2 separate regions of the Sus scrofa genome follow, and region 2 is linked to region 1. The links are chromatin contacts, called in public HiChIP or PLAC-seq maps. All regions are on one chromosome and are shown on one strand. The core of a region is the stretch at or near the end of the contact, and the rest is flanking DNA. Distances in the headings are between cores, read along the strand shown. Region 1 overlaps CELF1 (CUGBP Elav-like family member 1). Region 2 overlaps SPI1 (Spi-1 proto-oncogene).

The links. HiChIP or PLAC-seq counts read pairs in DNA pulled down with a chosen protein or histone mark.
Region 2: a contact with region 1 is called in an H3K27ac HiChIP or PLAC-seq map of alveolar macrophages. The contact joins two enhancer-like sites. A contact is called at or near these places in 1 of 47 Hi-C or Micro-C datasets (liver) and 1 of 2 datasets of contacts at active chromatin or transcription factors (alveolar macrophages).

Annotation. Positions count from the first base shown.
Region 1 is chr2:15,083,270-15,087,403 of Sscrofa11.1, forward strand. The region is part of intron 1 of CELF1 (CUGBP Elav-like family member 1); the gene reads left to right. Among named protein-coding and RNA genes, the nearest start is that of CELF1, 19 kb to the left of the region's middle. Within about 2 kb of position 1,857, at least 2 of the 83 cell types and tissues checked have an H3K27ac peak or open chromatin away from gene starts, as enhancers often do. A contact at or near this core is called in alveolar macrophages, where this site is marked.
Region 2 is chr2:15,230,226-15,234,359 of Sscrofa11.1, forward strand. SPI1 (Spi-1 proto-oncogene) reads left to right here. Exons shown (of 5, transcript NM_001001865.1): 2 at 258-354. Among named protein-coding and RNA genes, the nearest start is that of SPI1, 4.4 kb to the left of the region's middle. Within about 2 kb of position 1,911, at least 7 of the 83 cell types and tissues checked have an H3K27ac peak or open chromatin away from gene starts, as enhancers often do. A contact at or near this core is called in alveolar macrophages, where this site is marked.

The DNA of each region.
Region 1 (4,134 bases), core at 607-3,106:
ATTTAAGAAAAGCTTGTGGAGTTGGCCATTGTGGCGCAGCAGAAATAAATCCAACTAGGAACCATAAGTTGCTGGTTCGATCCCTGGCCTTGAGCTCAGTGGGTTGAGGATCTGGCATTGCCATGAGCTGTGGCGCGGGTTGCAGGCATGGCTTGGACCTGGCGTTGCTGTGGCTGTGGTATAGGCTGGCAGCTATAGCTCCGATTGGACCCCTAGCCTGGGAACCTCCATATGCCTTGGGTGTGGCCCTAAAAAGCAAAGTAAATAAATAATTAATTTAAAAAGCTTGTAAACTTTTTTTATTTTATAATGATTTTTATTTTTTCCATTATAGATAGCTTACAGTGTTCTGTCAATTTTCTGCTGTACAACAAGGTGACCTGACCCAGTTACACATACATGTATACATTCTTTTTTCTCACATTATCATGCTCCATCATAAGTGACTAGATATAGTTCCCAGTGCTATACAGCAGGATCTCATTGCTTATCCATTCCAAAGGCAATAGTTTTCATCTGTTAACTCCAAATTACCAATCCATCCCACTCCTTCCCTCTCGGCAACCACAAGTCTGTTCTCCATGTCCATGAGTTTCTTTTCTGTGGAAAGGTTCATTTGTGCCATATATTAGATTCCAGATGTAAGTAATATATGGTATTTGTATATGGTATTTGTCTTTCTCTTTCTGACTTATTTCACTCACGATGAGAGTCTCTAGTTCCATCCATGTTGCTGAAAATGGCATTATTTTGTTCTTTTTATGGCTGAGTAGTATTCCATTGTATATATATACCACATCTTTTTAATCCAATCATCTGTTGATGGACATTTAGGTTGTTTCCATGTCTTGACTATTGTGAATAATGCTGCAGTGAACACAGGGGTTCACGTGTCTTTTTCAAGGAAATTTTGTCCGGATATATGCCCAAGAGTGGGATTGCTGGGTCATATGTTCTATATTTAGTTTTCTGAGGTACCTCCATACTGTTTTCCATATTGGTTGTACCAATGTACATTCCCACCAACAGTGCAGGAGGGCTTTTTCCTCTACACCTTCCCAGCATTTGTTACTTGTTGACTTGTTCATGATGGCCATTCTGACAGGTGTGAGGTGGTACCTCATAGTAGTTTTGATTTATATTTCTCTAGTAGTCATTGATGTTGAGCATTTTTTCATGTGCTTATTGACCATCTGTATATCTTCTTTGGAGAGATGTCTATTCAGGTCTTTTGCCCATTTTCCTCTGGGTTGTTGGCTATTTTGCTGTTGAGTTGTATAAGTTGTTATATATTTTAGAGATCAAGCCCTTGTCATTGCATCATTTGACACTGTTTTCTCCCATTCTGTAAGTTGTCTTTTTGTTTTTTTTTATGGTTTCCTTTGCTGTGCGAAAGCTTATCAGTTTGATAGGGTCCCATTGGTTTATTTTACTTTTATTTCTGTTGCTTTGAGAGACTGACCTGAGAAAACATTTGTAAGCTTGTGTAAACTTTTTTTTTTTTTTTTTGTCTTTTTGCTATTTCTTTGGGCCACTCTCGTGGCATATGGAGGTTCCCAGGCTAGGGGTCTAATCGGAGCTGTAGCCACTGGCCTACGCCAGAGCCACAGCAACGCAGGATCCGAGCCACGTCTGCAACCTACACCACAGCTCACAGCAACACCGGATCGTTAACCCACTGAGCAAGGGCAGGGACCGAACCCGCAACCTCATGGTTCCTAGTCGGATTCGTTAACCACTGTGCCACGACGGGAACTCCTGTGTAAACTTCTTTACTGAACTAATTTGGGTTATAGATTGTGGTGACAGGATTGGGAAACTACTTAAAAATAACCTTTTGGGGACTTCCCATCATGGCGCAGCAGAAACGAATCCAACTACGAACTATGAGGTTGCATGAGGTTGTGGGTTGGATCCCTGGCCCCACTCAGTGGATGAGGATCTGGCATTGCCGTGAACAGTGCTTTAAGTTGCAGATGTGGCTCGGATCCCACGTTGCTCTTGCTATGGTGTAGGATCAGAGCTGCAGCTCCGATTCAACCCCTAGCCCGGGAAACACCATATGCCTAGGGTGCAGCCCTAAAAAGACAAAAAGTAATGATAATAATACTGCTGCAGGCAAGCTTAGGTGAGTTAATATATTAAAAACCAGATGCAGGAGTTCTTTTGTGGTACAGTGGGTTGGAAATATGATGTTATTGCCTGTGGCAGCTAGGGTTGCTGTAGCACAGGTTTGATCCCTGGCCCAGGAGCTTCCTTCCATGTGCTGCTACAGGCACAGCCAAACACGAAAAACAACCAAATACAATATTTTTTTTTTTTTTTTTTTTTTTTTGTCTTTTTGCTATTTCTTGGGCCGCTCCCTCGGCATATGGAGGTTCCCAGGCTAGGGTTCGAATCGGAGCTGTAGCCGCCGGCCTACGCCAGAGCCACAGCAACGCGGGATCCGAGCCACGTCTGCAACCTACACCACAGCTCACGGCAACGCCGGATCGTTAACCCACTGAGCAAGGACAGGGACCGAACCCACAACCTCATGGTTCCTAGTCGGATTCGTTAGCCACTGCGCCACGAAGGGAACTCCCAAATACAATATTTCTATGGAATATGCTGATGCCTGTTCTTACCTTTAGCTGACGGTGTGTCTTGTCTCCTAAATCCGTTTTTTTCTCTTCAGATTTTTTTGTGATTTCTCTTTTACTTTAAAATTATTTTTAAAATTTTTTAATTTTTATTTTTTTGGCCGTGCCTGCAGCATGTGGAAGTTCCCTGACCAGGGATCGGACCTGAGCTGCTGCGGTGACCTTAACCCACTGCACCGCAAGGGGACTCATCTTTTACTTTTTTTTTTTTTTTTTAATGGCTGCGCTTGAGACATGGAAGTTCCTGGGCGATGGAATGAATCCAAGGCACAGCTGTGACCTCACTGCAGCCGCAGCAATGCTGGATCTTTTTAATCATTGTGCTGGGCTGGGGATCGAACCTGCATCCTCATGGATACTAGTTGGATTTGTTTCTGGTGTGCCACAATGGGAACTCCTGCAGTCAGATTCTTAACCCACTACACCACAGCAGAAACTCCCTCTTTTACTTTTCTAATATGGTTATGAATTTGGTTTCAACACATACTTTATCTTAGTGGTGTTTATATTTAGGTTTTTCAATAAATTATTAGTTTGAGGGCAAGGAAAGATTTTTATGAGCACAGGGACACTTTTTGAGTTTTTGTTTCAAATACTTTTTAGCTCTCAAGTTTGTGAGTTAGGCTTAGGATAGCTGAAGTTTTAGACTATTACTGTGAAATCAAGTGCCGTTTTTATTTATTAATGTGAATTTGTCTGATGTAACTTTGCTCTGGGCTAAGACTTAGAGAAGTGTTTTCTTGTGAATTCTGACTGTTGCAGTTCTCTGAACAAACCAGATCCACAGATCAGACTTGTAAATGATCCCTTCTCCTAATGTATCTCTTACAGAGTGGGTCTCGGGGGAGCCAAGTGACCTCACACTTGAGAATGGTAGTTTCATCTCCCTGACTTACATCCCCTTTGGCCGTACACAGCAATTTTGGAGGCAGACTTGAGTTCGTATATTTATTTTTCCAGGAGAAGGAGGGATTTATTACTTGCAACAAGTAAGGAGAAAACCAGGGATCTTTCCCAAAGCAGTGTTTCTCAGATGTGAAATTTGAAGTCTCTTCTGATCTAAGCAGTGTGCTTTGTTTTAAATCACTTTTATTTATTATAATTATACTTTGTTATATTTCTGACCTAATCAGGGAAGATGAAATTTCTTGAGTAGAGACTTGCTTTGGAGAACTTTAAGTCTTTTTTTTTTTTTTTTTTTTTTTTTTTTTGTCTTTTTGCCTTTTCTAGGGCTGATCCCATGGCATATGGAGGTTCCTAGGCTAGGGGTCCAATCAGACCTGTAGCCGCCAGCCTACCCCAGAGCCACAGCAATGCGGGGTCCGAGCCGTGTCTGTGACCTACACCACAGCTCACTGCTAACGCCGGATCCTTAACCCACTGAGCAAGGCCAGGGATCAAACACATAACCTCATGGTTCCTAGTTGGATTTGTTAACCACTGAGCCATGACGGGAACTCCAAGAACTTTAATCTTAATAGGAAAAATACTA
Region 2 (4,134 bases), core at 661-3,160, 150 kb after region 1:
GGGGCGCTGCCTGCTGTCCTCTCAGCCCTGGTTCTTTTCTGACCTCTGACCTCCAGGGTCCCTGTCACCCCCTTTCTGCAGGAGCCAAGGCTCTTGCTCCCCTGGGTCCCTGCTTTATTGTCACCTCTCCCAGTTCTAAGCAGAGGGAGAGCAGTGGGCCTGATGCAGCTGCTCAGTGTGGACATACTGGGGGGCTGCCAACCCTGCTGGGGTCTCCCTGCCACCATCCGAGTCCTGACACGCTCCTCTCTCAGCAGCCATCAGAAGACCTGGTTCCCTATGACACGGATCTCTACCAACGCCAAACGCATGAATATTACCCGTATCTCAGCAGTGATGGAGAAAGCCACAGCGGTGAGTACAGGGCCCCGCCCCGCCCCCACTTCCCCAGCCTGGCCTGCTGGGTTCTGGGCAGAGAGAAAAGACTCGTTCCTGGGGCTTCTTTGGAATTCTGAGCATAGGGGCCAGTTAGCTTTCAGGGTCAGGCATTCAGTAAGCCCCCGCCCCGCACCTCACACCCACATTCCCAGCCTGCTTTTACGGAGCATCCTTGGTGTGCCAAGGCACAGGCTTCATCTCTTGCACATTTATCTTCTTGACCAATCCTTGTGTCCTTTTGACACACGAGGAAATAGACTAAGGGGCTACGGGACTCGTACAAGGTGGCACAGCTGGTCAGGGGGTCCCAGCTCTGATGGCTCCAGGTCCAGTGTGCCCTCCTTTTTCCCTCCCCCCCAACATCCCGTCTTCCTCTCTGTTCTTGGCACCCCCTAAACCTGAGCTCCTGTTGGTGCAGCCCTGCTTCCTGCTGTGTGTGGCTAGCAGTGCTTCTCCCATGACATTTTGGGCTGGATAAGTCTATATTGTGGGGTCCGTCTTAGGCATTGTGGGGTATTTGGCAGCATCCCTGGCTTTGACCCACTAGATGCCAGCAGTACTGCCCATCAAGACACCAGAATTACCAAATGTCCCCTCTGGGGCAGAACCACCCCTATTTGAGGACTACTGACCTAAAGGAAAGGCCCTGGGCACCTCCCCTCTCACTCAGTAGGGCCGAGGCCCCCAGCTTGCTGGGGATGGGGGCGAGGATGAGGCCTGGGCCTGAGGCTTTTTCTCTCTGGGTCTGGCTGCCCCCACCAAGGCCCAGGCTTGATCCTGAAACAAATTCAGGGGAGGGGAGGAGGGCTTCGGTGCCTGGGAGCTGGGCAGGGAGCTAAGAGAGATCCCCTGACGTGGATCTTGGCATATTGCTGGGACACCCCTGAACCAAAGGCAAGGTGGCCCGGTTAATGGGTCTTCACTGGGGGATTCTCCAGTGGGTCTGATCTAGGTGGGCCAGACATCAGAGTGTCTGCAACCCCAGGGGGACAGGCATGCTGTGTGCCACAGCTGCGGAAGGTTTCATACCTGAAGACCTTATCTGGGGGCCATTCACACCTGTAGCCCCATTGTGCTGGCACACGGTTTAAACCTATAGGCCACACTCAGAGATGCCACATGTGGCGAGTCCTTATTCAGGGCCTCAACATCCAGATGCCAAAGCTTGACAAAACTTGTTTCACTGGAACTCACACCTGACGACAATTATAAAGACGATCCCTGGAAGCCACGTCTCAGGAGTAGGTAGTGAATGCTCTTCAAGGGCCTATCTGGGAATACACAGGCTTCTTTCAGGACTCCGAGGCCAGAAAGGCTTTAAAAACCACTTTTTTTTCATCCTTATAAGCTTACTTACAATTCTACATGAAATGCATTTTCTCTGTGGAAAATCCAGACAGTTTAGAGAGAGAGTCTCTCGAATTCTATCTCCAGTTCCCCCGGCCAGGATCAAGGGCTGGGTGTCCTTGACCGGAGACCAGCAGCTCACCTTTCCCCCAGGCAGTTTGGGACCTAAGACGGTCCCTCCCGGCTTGAGAACCGGCGCCCCCTGGTGGCTGCAGGCAGCAGAACAGCTCGGGTCCCAGCAAGCTCAGGGCTTGCCACCCTTCCAGCATGAGGGCTTTTTTTCCTCCTCTGGCCTGACGCCTTCTCAGCTTCACTGGGTTTGGGTGCATTTCCGTTAGGTCTATTGAAGCCTCAGTTTACCCTCCTGTAATATGGGAATGCTGTTTATATATCTAGAAATCAGCGAGGTCCAGGGCTGGCTGATGGAGTGAACACTTTAGAGAAAGCCTGTGCTTTCCTGGCTCAGGGCCCAGGCAGACCCCTTATATGCGGGTGGGTCTCTAGGAATGACTCCTAATTGGATGCCTGAGCAGCCTTTGGGGTTCTCAGACCCAATTTCTTCTTTATGGGGACTCCTCCAACGTCCCCAGGTGTCCTGGGCATGTTTTGTGCCTTCTTTTTTTTGGGGGGGTGCCCACCTCATTCAAAAATTCCCAGGCCTGGAGTTCCCATTGTGGCGCAGTGGTTAACGAATCCGACTAGGAACCATAAGGTTGCGGGTTCGGTCCCTGGCCTTGCTCAGTGGGCTAAGGATCCGGCGTTGCCGTGAGCTGTGGTGTAGGTTGCAGACGCGGCTTGGATCTCGCGTTGCTGTGGCTCTGGCGTAGGCCGGCAGCTACAGCTCTGATTGGACCCCTAGTCTGGGAACCTCCATATGCCGCAGGAGCGGCCCAAGAAATGGCAAAAAGACCAAAAAAAATAAAAAAATAAAAAATTCCCAGGCCAGAGATTGAACCCAAACCACAGCAGTAACCTATGCTACAGCAGTGACAACCCCAAGTCCTTAACCACAAGGCCACAAGGGAACTCCTGTTTTGTTCTTTCTTAATGCCTGTTGGAAAGTATTTTCTAGAGACTCAAGACTAGAGACATCCCCACCTTCTTCTACCAGTTCGGGCGTGTCCTCTGCATCTATATTTTTAGGTGGTGAGATTTAGCAAAAAGGCCCTGGGGCCAGACCTGGGTCTAGTCCTGGCTCCATCACTCACCAGTGTGTAACTTTGGAGCAGGTGACTTAACCCCTCTGAGCCTGTTTCCTCATCTACGAGCATGAAAATACTTACCTCCCAGGCTTGCAATGATTGCATGAGGTAATGTGTCATGTATGAGGTAATAGACTGAATACAAGGCCCAGTAAACTTCCAGGACATGGTCTGTTAGCTTATTGCATCCTCCCAGGCAGGGGAGATAAAGCAGCTGGGAGAGTGGAGACACACAAAACCTTCCGTGATAGATCAACCGGGTCATGTTTCGATGATCTAGATGCCAGCCAACCAGCACCCCCCCAACTCATCCATCCATCCACTCCTCTCCCATCCTCCCATTCACCCACCCGTCTACCCAGCCACACACCCATCCTTCCAACACTTACTGTCCAACCCACTTGTCCATTCATCCCCTCATTTGTCCATCCAGCAAATAGCCTCTGATTATACACTGTGTATCAGACACTGTTCTAGGCACTGGAGGTTCCATGATGAGCAGGCCAGGCTAGGCCAGGCCACTGCTCTCACAGAGCTTACAGTCCAGTGAGGAGAGAGACGACGAACAATCAAATTGACAGACATGTTCTAGAAAGTCCTATAGAAAGCAGAGTAATGTAGGCGTTTCCGTTGTAGCTCATCGGAAATGAATCCGACTAGGTATCCATGAGGATACGGGTGGATCCCTGGCCTTCGTTCAGTGGGTTAGGGATCCGGTGTTGCTGTGAGCTGTGGTGTAGGTTGCAGACGTGGCTCGGATCCCACGTTGCTGTGGGCTGTGGTGTAGGCTGGCAGCTGTAGCTCTGATCGGACCCCTAGCCTGGGAACTTCCATATGTCCCAGGTGCGGTCCTAAAAAGCACAAAAAAAAAAAAAAAAAAAAAAAAAAAAAGGCAAGCAAGCAGAGTAACGTGATTCAGAGTGTCTGGGGGGATACTTTGGGTGGGCAGGGAAGGCCTCTGAGGAAGGTGGCAGTTGAGTGGAAATCTGAGCGCAGGGAAGGAACATGAATGCAAAGATAGGCAGGTGTTCTAGGTGGAGAATAGCCGGTGCAAGAGCAGGAGGGACTCGGGCGGGACCAGAATGGCCGGTGAGCACAGGGGACAGACATGAAATGAAACCAGAGGGGTCTGCAGAGATGACACAGGGCCTGAAGGCTCTGGCAGGAGTTTGTAGCTGACATCTATTGAGAAGCCATTGGAGGGTTT